2 separate regions of the Gossypium hirsutum genome follow, and region 1 is linked to region 2. The links are chromatin contacts, called in public Hi-C maps. All regions are on one chromosome and are shown on one strand. Each heading gives the region's core, a stretch centred on a gene start, on an enhancer-like site or on the middle of the called end of the contact. The rest is flanking DNA. Distances are from core to core; before and after follow the strand shown.

What was found. Hi-C and Micro-C count contacts between places; a contact is called where the count stands out from the background.
Region 1: a contact with region 2 is called in a Hi-C map of leaf, with 2.7 times the contacts expected there. The contact joins the promoter of LOC107954056 here to the promoter of LOC107954052 in region 2. A contact is called at or near these places in 3 of 34 Hi-C or Micro-C datasets (callus and leaf).

What each region holds. Positions count from the first base shown.
Region 1 is chrD07:12,479,572-12,484,127 of Gossypium_hirsutum_v2.1, forward strand. LOC107954056 (galacturonosyltransferase 8) reads right to left here and starts at 2,424. Exons shown (of 3, transcript XM_016889525.2): 1 at 1,986-2,424; 2 at 592-1,839. The coding sequence starts at 2,171. It overlaps LOC107956622 (a long non-coding RNA gene), which reads right to left and starts at 4,514. Exons shown (of 2, transcript XR_001700175.2): 1 at 4,120-4,514; 2 at 3,591-3,817.
Region 2 is chrD07:12,318,985-12,323,128 of Gossypium_hirsutum_v2.1, forward strand. LOC107954052 (histidine-rich glycoprotein) reads left to right here and starts at 2,057. Exons shown (of 4, transcript XR_001699402.2): 1 at 2,057-2,435; 2 at 2,743-2,876; 3 at 2,968-3,114; 4 at 3,281-3,558. It overlaps LOC107954051 (cyclin-C1-2), which reads right to left. Exons shown (of 9, transcript XM_016889516.2): 8 at 3,606-3,753; 9 at 3,225-3,508. The coding sequence ends at 3,407.

The sequences.
Region 1 (4,556 bases), core at 1,174-3,673, 160 kb after region 2:
TCCAATTGAGTTCTCAACAAGTCAGTTTTAATCAAATCCTTCTATTAGCCTAAGTGTCAACTTGGACATTGAATTCTAGCTTGGATCTTACGTTTACGTGAAACATATTAAAAACACGTAAATCAAAAAAGCATATATACCCATTGCATGTATAACGATCAAACATGTTGAAAAACCATACAATGACATTAAAATTTAGGACTATTTCTTTTTGTTCAATGTCATATTCAAGTTGTTTGTGTTTAAAATTTAATCCATGTGTTTAAATAAGCTCTATATTATATTTGATTTTAGCATATTTAACTTCTAAATTGACTACTAGAATGATGTAAGAACCTGAATAGTATGATGCTTAAATAACTCACTTAATGTTTTGGAGTTCCATACCGATTTAGAATCTGGACCAAAGTTAGAGGACATTCGCTGTAATTAACCCTTAATTAAAATGCTTTAAGCTTTGAAACAGGACAATCAAGCTATACTAACTAAAAAAGGTTGCATCATCCAATGGCATAAATCAAGCACCAAAAGTAGCACAAGCAAGGCATAATAAATCAATCAAACAACAAGAGAGTGGCAACGAAAGCGTACCAGATTCTGCCAGTAATGATATTCCTCAGTACATTTTTCCCTCCTCCAAGCGTCCAAATCGAAGAAATTCATCCCATAAGCCCAAGCACACGCCTTGGGATTAAACTTCTGTTTGATCAAAGGATGCGAGAAATTCATATACTGCGCGTACCTATGGAAAGACCCAAAGCAAGTCTCCACCGCCCCATTCACTTTCCCATCCATATCAATCTTCCACAACCCTGTCAAATCCTTTTGCACAACAATATCGTCGTCCAAAAACAGTATCCTATGCAGTGTGGGATACATCTCTGGTAAATAAAACCTCAAGTGATTCAAAATTGACAAATACTTTGGGTTCCTAAACTTCATGTTAGTAGTATCTTTCGTGGCATTTTCGAGCGTGTTCTCAAAGTAAAACTTCTGCAAATTTGCGGATTCTAACTGTCTCAACACTGGGACATAAGAAGAATTCAAAAACTTATAATCCTCAACTGCTTTAACTTCAATGTGTGCTCCATTGTAATCTTTCAATTTGAACATAACCTGCATTGCTCCAAGATTCATCTTATCAGTCACTACATGGAAAACGTGTTTCCAGGGCTCTTTGGCGTTCTTCGTGGCGGAATTCACCACCACTGATGCTGCAAGTACGTTATCCGAAAAAATCGCATAATGATAAAGCTTAGGGTCCTCAAACTCAGGAGGAGTTGGCTTCCCTTCATCGGTATACTTCTCTGGATGTGCGATACGTTCCTCCATCAACCTCATTGCCAAACAATGTAAGCTCTTAGGGATTGATTTGGCCGCGATGAGGCTGGAAAACGCACCTTGCTTTTTCGCTTTTGTCAGCTGCTCGTTGACAGCGAAGATCGTATCTTTCAATTTCTGGATCTTGAGTTGGTTATCAAAAGATTCCTTGGCTTCCGAAATCATTTGGCGCGTAGCCTTGATTCGCTCTTTCACTTCTTTCTCGAATTGCCGGAGCACCGACTCATCGATGGACAGTGAATCAGTTTCAAACAGAGCCCGATAAGATGGTTTGTTAATGAGATCCGAGTAATTCCGCGATAGATCGGCGAAAACCCTAACGAGCTTCGAGTTTTCAAGCTTCAATTTCCGAGCGTAAGACGCGTAAGCGAGGACAAGAGAACGGTGATCGTCGGCTTGTTTCCGGATCTGATCCAGTCGAGGCTTGAGCGGATCCGATTTAAGTGCCAAAACGGACCTCCTCGTGGATCCGATTCCATAGGAATCAGTTGAGAAACCCTAGAAAACACAAAAGAAACGAAACCGTTCCATCAATCACCGTATGCTTTCCTTCTTTAATTCATCTTTAAAAAACAATAATGAGTCGAAAAAAGAGTTTAATTTAATTTTCAGTTAAAATAAAGAGAAAGTTAGTTAGAACTTACAAGGTTTGTTTGAAGATGAGGAGAGTGAGAGTGGTAAGTGAAGAAGAAAGAAAGAGCAAAGAACAAACAAATTGCAAACGTAATTGCAGAAGCCAATAATCTAACTGTAAATCCAAAACCTCCGATCGTCGCCCCTGCTCCTCCGACGCCGACGCCGCTGTTTCTTGCTGTACGGTGAATCGCCATCTTTTCGATCAATCACCGACGCATCAAACGATTAAAAACAATGGAAAGATGATGCCAAAACACAAGCGCCACTCTCTCTTCACTCACTGATTTTTGTTTTTGTTGGATTTTGGGTTCTAAGCTTGGGAGACTTTCGCTTTCTGATGTTAGAGAGATTATGATAAGGGGTGTGGGTTTACGGAGATCAACAGCTTTGATTTCGTTATTGTCGGTGACAAGGTAAGCTAGCTGGGTGCCACTTGGAATTTGGCGCAACGCGGGATCCTGTGTGAACGCTCCCATTTTATCTTGGTAACATTTAGTCCCGAACTTTAACAATATTTGCTACCTTGGTCCTGATATATTTTTCAAGTAAATCCCTAAATTTAACAGTATTTTTATTTTGATCCTTAATTTTGGATTTATAGTAACATGACATTTTAAAAATTGTGTCACATCATCAGTTAAATAATTTTTAATTTTTTTATTTTTTTGAGAATTTATATAATCTTTTTAAAAATTTCATATAATGATATAATGCAATTTCAATATAACATATCATCGCACTTTAACAAAGCATAAATTTAATAATTAAAATAAGAAATTCGAGACTAATAAAAAAAATTCATAGATCAATTTTTAAAAATATTATCAAACATAAACAACTAAAAATTACTTTATTTCTTCTCTTTTTTATTATTGGAGAAATAAATCCATAGGCAAGTGTTGTGGTAGAAAACTATTGATTCTGTTTTGGTCAAATTAGGCATAATTTCATCTTTTATCACATTCGTAACTATCCCCGCTAAAATAAAAAATAAATTTTAATTTAATATACAAATTACAATATGGTGTAATTATATATATAATTTTGATTATGTTTCATATGTAAATATGAAATTTTATAGACATTTAAAAAAATAAAATATTCATTCATTTCATATAGTAATCGTAATCGTATTAACCTTTAATATAATCGTCTGTGTATATAATATATAAACCTTAAATAATGTTATAAAGTTAATGTATGATTTTATTTTGTTAGCAATAATACTTTTAAGAAAAATTCATATCGATATTTTAATCAAAATAATTAACAGCATTAAATATTTGAATTAGTTAAAGAATTAAATTATGTGAAATTAGAGTATAAAAATTAAATTTAATATTTAAAAACGATAGAGGGACTAAATTCAAATTTTGACTTTTTTCCTTTTTGCTATGAATGAGATGGTTGGATTAGTTGTGAATGAGAGTGTATTATTAATATTTAACTTGAAAGAGTTGGATTTTGACTAAAAGTATTATGTAAAAAATATATTATTCAATATATCTCTATATATATAAGAATCAAATGGATTGAAATTGAAAATTTTAAATTTTAAAAATTATATTATTTTTTATCATATATAATTTTTTTATTAATGTTATATAAAAATATTAAAAAATATCATCGTAATTGTAATAAGGCCCAATCGGCCTGGGTTTAAACACAAAAAAGAAAATAGTATTAACCCAACAAATAAGTGGCCCAAAATAGCCCTGGCCCAAAGCAAAACAAAAAACAAAAAAGAACCCTAGCCGCATGTCTGCCCCGACGCCGCCAGCAAGCCTCCAACTGCCGCACGTCTCGGGGCTAGCTCTTCCGCGTTTGCTCACCATGATACCTGCAAAAAACGGACTCAAAGAGTCCGGATGTGAAAAACAAGCAAATAATTTTATTTTTGTTTCTTTTTTTCGGCCTATAAAAGGCCATTTTTAATATGTAAATGGGGGGATTTTTTGGTATTGAGAGAATACAGAGGGAAAATTTCAATAGAGAACAGAAAATTCGAGTTTTTTTAAAGGTGATTCTTTTAGTTTTTTTTTTCTTTTGCAGTGACTATCATCTTTATTTACATTTTTCTTTTATCTTTACTTTCATTTTATTTCACTTAAAGTAACCAAGAAAAGAAGGAAGGGATCTTACCTTCTTCGTTGAAGTTGCCGGATTGTTGTCAACTCCGTCGCGATCAGAGCGTTGGCGCAATCGAACGGCGGTGCAAGGATGCTAGGGATGAAACCCTAGCAGAGCAAAAGGGGGCACTAGTTTTATTTTTATTTTTATTTTTTTTTCTCTTCTTATCTGCTGCACACGATTTTGTTTAGGAAAAAATCTGTTTTAAACAACAGAGTAAAACGGCGCCGTTTAGGTAGCCATGACCCGCGCGGTGACCCGACCCGGAGGGGAGGATCCGCGCGTCCTGGCCTTGAGTGGGAAATTTGCGTGTTTAGTCCCTCCCTTCTGCAGCGCGTTTCAATTAACCCTTTTCACTTGTTTTAAATTTGGGGCCGCATATTTTAATTTTGTTTTAATTCGGTCCTGTGCTGCGCAGCGTTTTGGGAAGGTGGGAATAATTCCCCTTT
Region 2 (4,144 bases), core at 807-3,306:
TTATAATTATTTTAAATTTTATTAAATCATATATTTTAATTAAAATATATTTAATATTAATTATTTCAAATTTTCATTTATAGTATCATATATTATGATTTGAGTAAATTCATATAAGAATATTAATTATTAAGAATTTTATTAAATCATATATTTTAATTATAATATATTTAATAATAATTATGTTAATTTATATTTTACAGTATCATATATTATGATTTGAGTAAATTCATATAATAATATTAATTATTAAGAATTTTATTAAATTATATATTTTAATTATAATATATTTAATAATAATTATGTTTAAATATGATTAAAATATTTATTATTGATAATAATAATCTTATTAAAATTTAAATAACAATAACAATAATCATTTACCAAAACAAATTTATGCTAAGGGTATTCTAGTCATTTTAGTTTTTTCCATTATGCTATTACACCTCTATTCCATTCAACCAAACACAAGATTACTATTACGCCTCTATTCCATTACATTCAACCAAACAGTTGATTTGCTATTACACCTTTAATCCAGTACACCTCTAATCCAATACAGCGAACCAAACACACCCTAAATCTTCATTTTACCTTTTTTAATTTAATATTGTAAAATTATATTTATAATTGAATTATTATTGATACTGTTTTTTATTTTTACAAATGGAATTAAGAAATGAATATTTCTTTGTTTAGTTTCTAATTTTTTTAGAAATATCAATTAAAGACACATTGCCATGGTTTCTTGAACCAGATCAAACCGATCAATTAGATTGGTTAGATCGGAAATCGATTGGGTACTGATCTAGAGGGAGGCATTAGATCGATTGTCCTAGGAATTAGTACGGACCAGTTGAATTGGTTAAAAATCGGTTGAATCGAATTTTATTTATTATTTAATTAATCAAATTAGGTTAATCGATGACCTGATTTATTCGATTACAGGTCTAGTTTTGAAAACCTTGCACATGATTTTATTATTATTATATATAACCACATTTGTCTTCATCTATTTTATAATTTGAGACCAATCTTGTTCAAGCTAAGGGCAACATTCAGATAAAGCCCTCTCCACGGTGATGACTCTAAAATTCAAGCTTAGTTCAAATATTTAAAGTGTAACTTTCCACTCCTTACAACCATTTGTTGGTGTGCATGATAGTTTTTTTTATTAATGTACCACATAATTATCTTTTATAATTTATTCGTTAACATAATTTAAAAATATATAATTTTTAGTATGTATAATATAAATAGTATATAAATAATTAATATATTTATGATTTTATCCTATATATTTAATATATAGACTAAATATATTTATATTAATTAAGTCTTTGGTTTAGGTTGGTGTTATGAGCCAATCAAGCAATAACTCAACTAGAAAAATTATGAAAATGTTTTATCGTAATTAAAATTAAGTTATATTATTTGAGGTTATTTTAGTCTTTTTATTTTTTTTAAAAAATCAATAAAAAATTTAAACGTGGTGAAATTTGAACTCGAGGTATTACATCAATAAAATATTAATTTTATCATTAAACTAAAAAATTATTTTAAATATTTACATTTTTATTATATTATGCTTATTTTATTACCTCGATTAATTATATATATTGATAATATTATTGATTGAGTCGTGACATTAAATCAAGATTAATAACAACATCATGATAAATAGTTGTAGTGGATTTAGTTCATTTTAACATCATACATTTTTAATGCGTTGTTATTAATTAGTTTCAAATTATATGTTTGATTATTTATTGTATGTTATTTTTAAAGTAGCCTCTACATTTTAAATACATAGTTTTCATATGCTTACATGTATGATAGAATTTTTAGTACATATAATAGTAATTTTAAAAGTAACACCATAATAAGCATTTGGTTCAAATTTTACCGATGTTTTTTAATTGGACCGGTGGTCAAACTAATCAACTCATTAGTTCATTAGTTCAAGATTAATAAATTATTAAAAATTTAAAAATTTGATTCAACTGATTTTTAGATCAATTTTTAATTTAACCAATTCAATATGACTCTCCCAATCAATACTTTGATCAATTGCAAATCGGTCTACTCTGGTTTGTTTTTACTTAGTACTCTTATAAACCCTAGAGGTGGTCAAAAGAAAGGATAGGAACCATGGAACCTTCGCCTGGATGCCCTGTTTCGCACCAACACCGTCCGATGATCCTCTATCCGCATCACCACCATACAATCCTCTGCCCTGCCCACCACAACCACCATCATACAAAAAGCTGCCCTCTCCACCATCACCACCACTATACAATAAGCTGCCCTCTCCACCACCACCACCACCACCACCACCATCACCACCTCATTACTCACCATTCTCACGTAATCCCTACTTTAGCTCCTCTTGTGTCTACAACCGCGCCAAACGAAACCCACCATTCTGGCAATCCGTAAGTTTCTCCAACTCTCAGTCTTCTTTTAATTATGGCAACATTAAAAAGAAAAAAAAGAAAACAGCCTTCGATTAACCCATTTCTGTATTCGCTTTTCAAATTTATGACATAGGTTTTCATCACAAAGCTTAGTTAATGAAATTTTGAATTGAAAATTCGGGTGCTAAAAGATAATGTTGACCCTGAATACGTTGAAGTTTTTACCATATTTTCTCAATCCCACTGCCACACCATTGTTTTCTTTAATTAAGTAAAGAATCTCTCATCTGGGTTTTGTTTTTCTTTGTTTTGGGTTATTAATTAGGGCGTTGCAAGAGCAAGAGTATGAACAACTACAACAGGTAGAAGAAGAGGATGATGAGGAAGATGAGCCCGTTTTTGTTCTAACAGATGAATGGAGGGAGTTTTTTGCAAAATCCGAAGCAAAAAGAAAATTGGGTAACAATTTTTTTTCTTCATTTTTCATCTGATATTATGTTATTTCTAATCTTAGTTTATGATCTTCATGTGTATTTTTGCGTGGATACAGAGAAGAAGCAGGCTAAGAAGAAACAGAAAAATTAAATTCTGGGAATGATGCAAGATTCTTGACTCTATCACCTCGTTTGTCACTCAAATATAGACATATCGCGGGTCGAAGTTAGTCCGAGTCAGTTTTAGATTATAATGTTTTCAGGTTTGAGTTCTTTCTTGTTTAGACCAATTTGGGTTTGGATCAATTTACAAAGCTTAGATCAAATATTTGAATTATATACTAAAAGAAAATCTCAATTGAGTACTTAGACATTCACTCTAATAACCTTTCTTCATGCTTTTAATAGTACCATTGTAATATCATACAGGTATAGGTTAAATCAAACCAGAGATCTCCATGCTTTCACTTCTTTCTTAATATACAGTCAACCGACATGGCGATAATAGATTACAGTCATGCATCGCACTGGTGTTAGGTATTTGTCTTCAACCATCTAAGGCTTAAAATCGAGTTTGCTGAAAGCAGCATTGATTCGTTCATCTGAAATTTTGTAGTTTTCGTAGAAATCTAAAATCTCCATCGAGATGTTCTTCACCTGCAAGTTTTCGATGAAATGAAGTTAGAAATGGACACTTTTTTATATTACATATGGATTTAGTTGTTTTCTTGTAACAAAAGAAACCGTAACGCACCACATTCATATCGACACTAAGCTCTTCAAACCAAGTGGTGATATCTTTCTCTCTGTGTACACTAGCAATGTACATGCAAGCTAAGGCAATCAAATATGGTGGATGTATAAGAATAAGGTCCATCTTGTATGTGTCGTTTACGAGTCCCCTGTGTTACAAGAAAACAGAAACATGTTTTTAGTACAGTCAAGACCAAGACAAATTTAGACCAACTGTCGATCACGAAAGACTACGTGCTCATTAGTGCAGCTGCTGTCTGGTCCAATGTTACTTACCTTTACATGCAAGAAACCAACTACATATGTTATACGAGGGATAATAAAGTACTCTGAAATTTCCATCAACAACTTAGGTTTATTTCAGTTCAGATAAAACGGTTTTCTTGAATACAAACTTTGCTTAATTTCTACCTCAACCGACTTCAATTTTCGGTTTCTCAATCTAGAAACACTGAAGTGACCAGCATCAAGTGCAATTCAACAGTAACCATAATATAACATGATCAGAATCCCATCTGTTTGATCTTGCATGCGCTATGG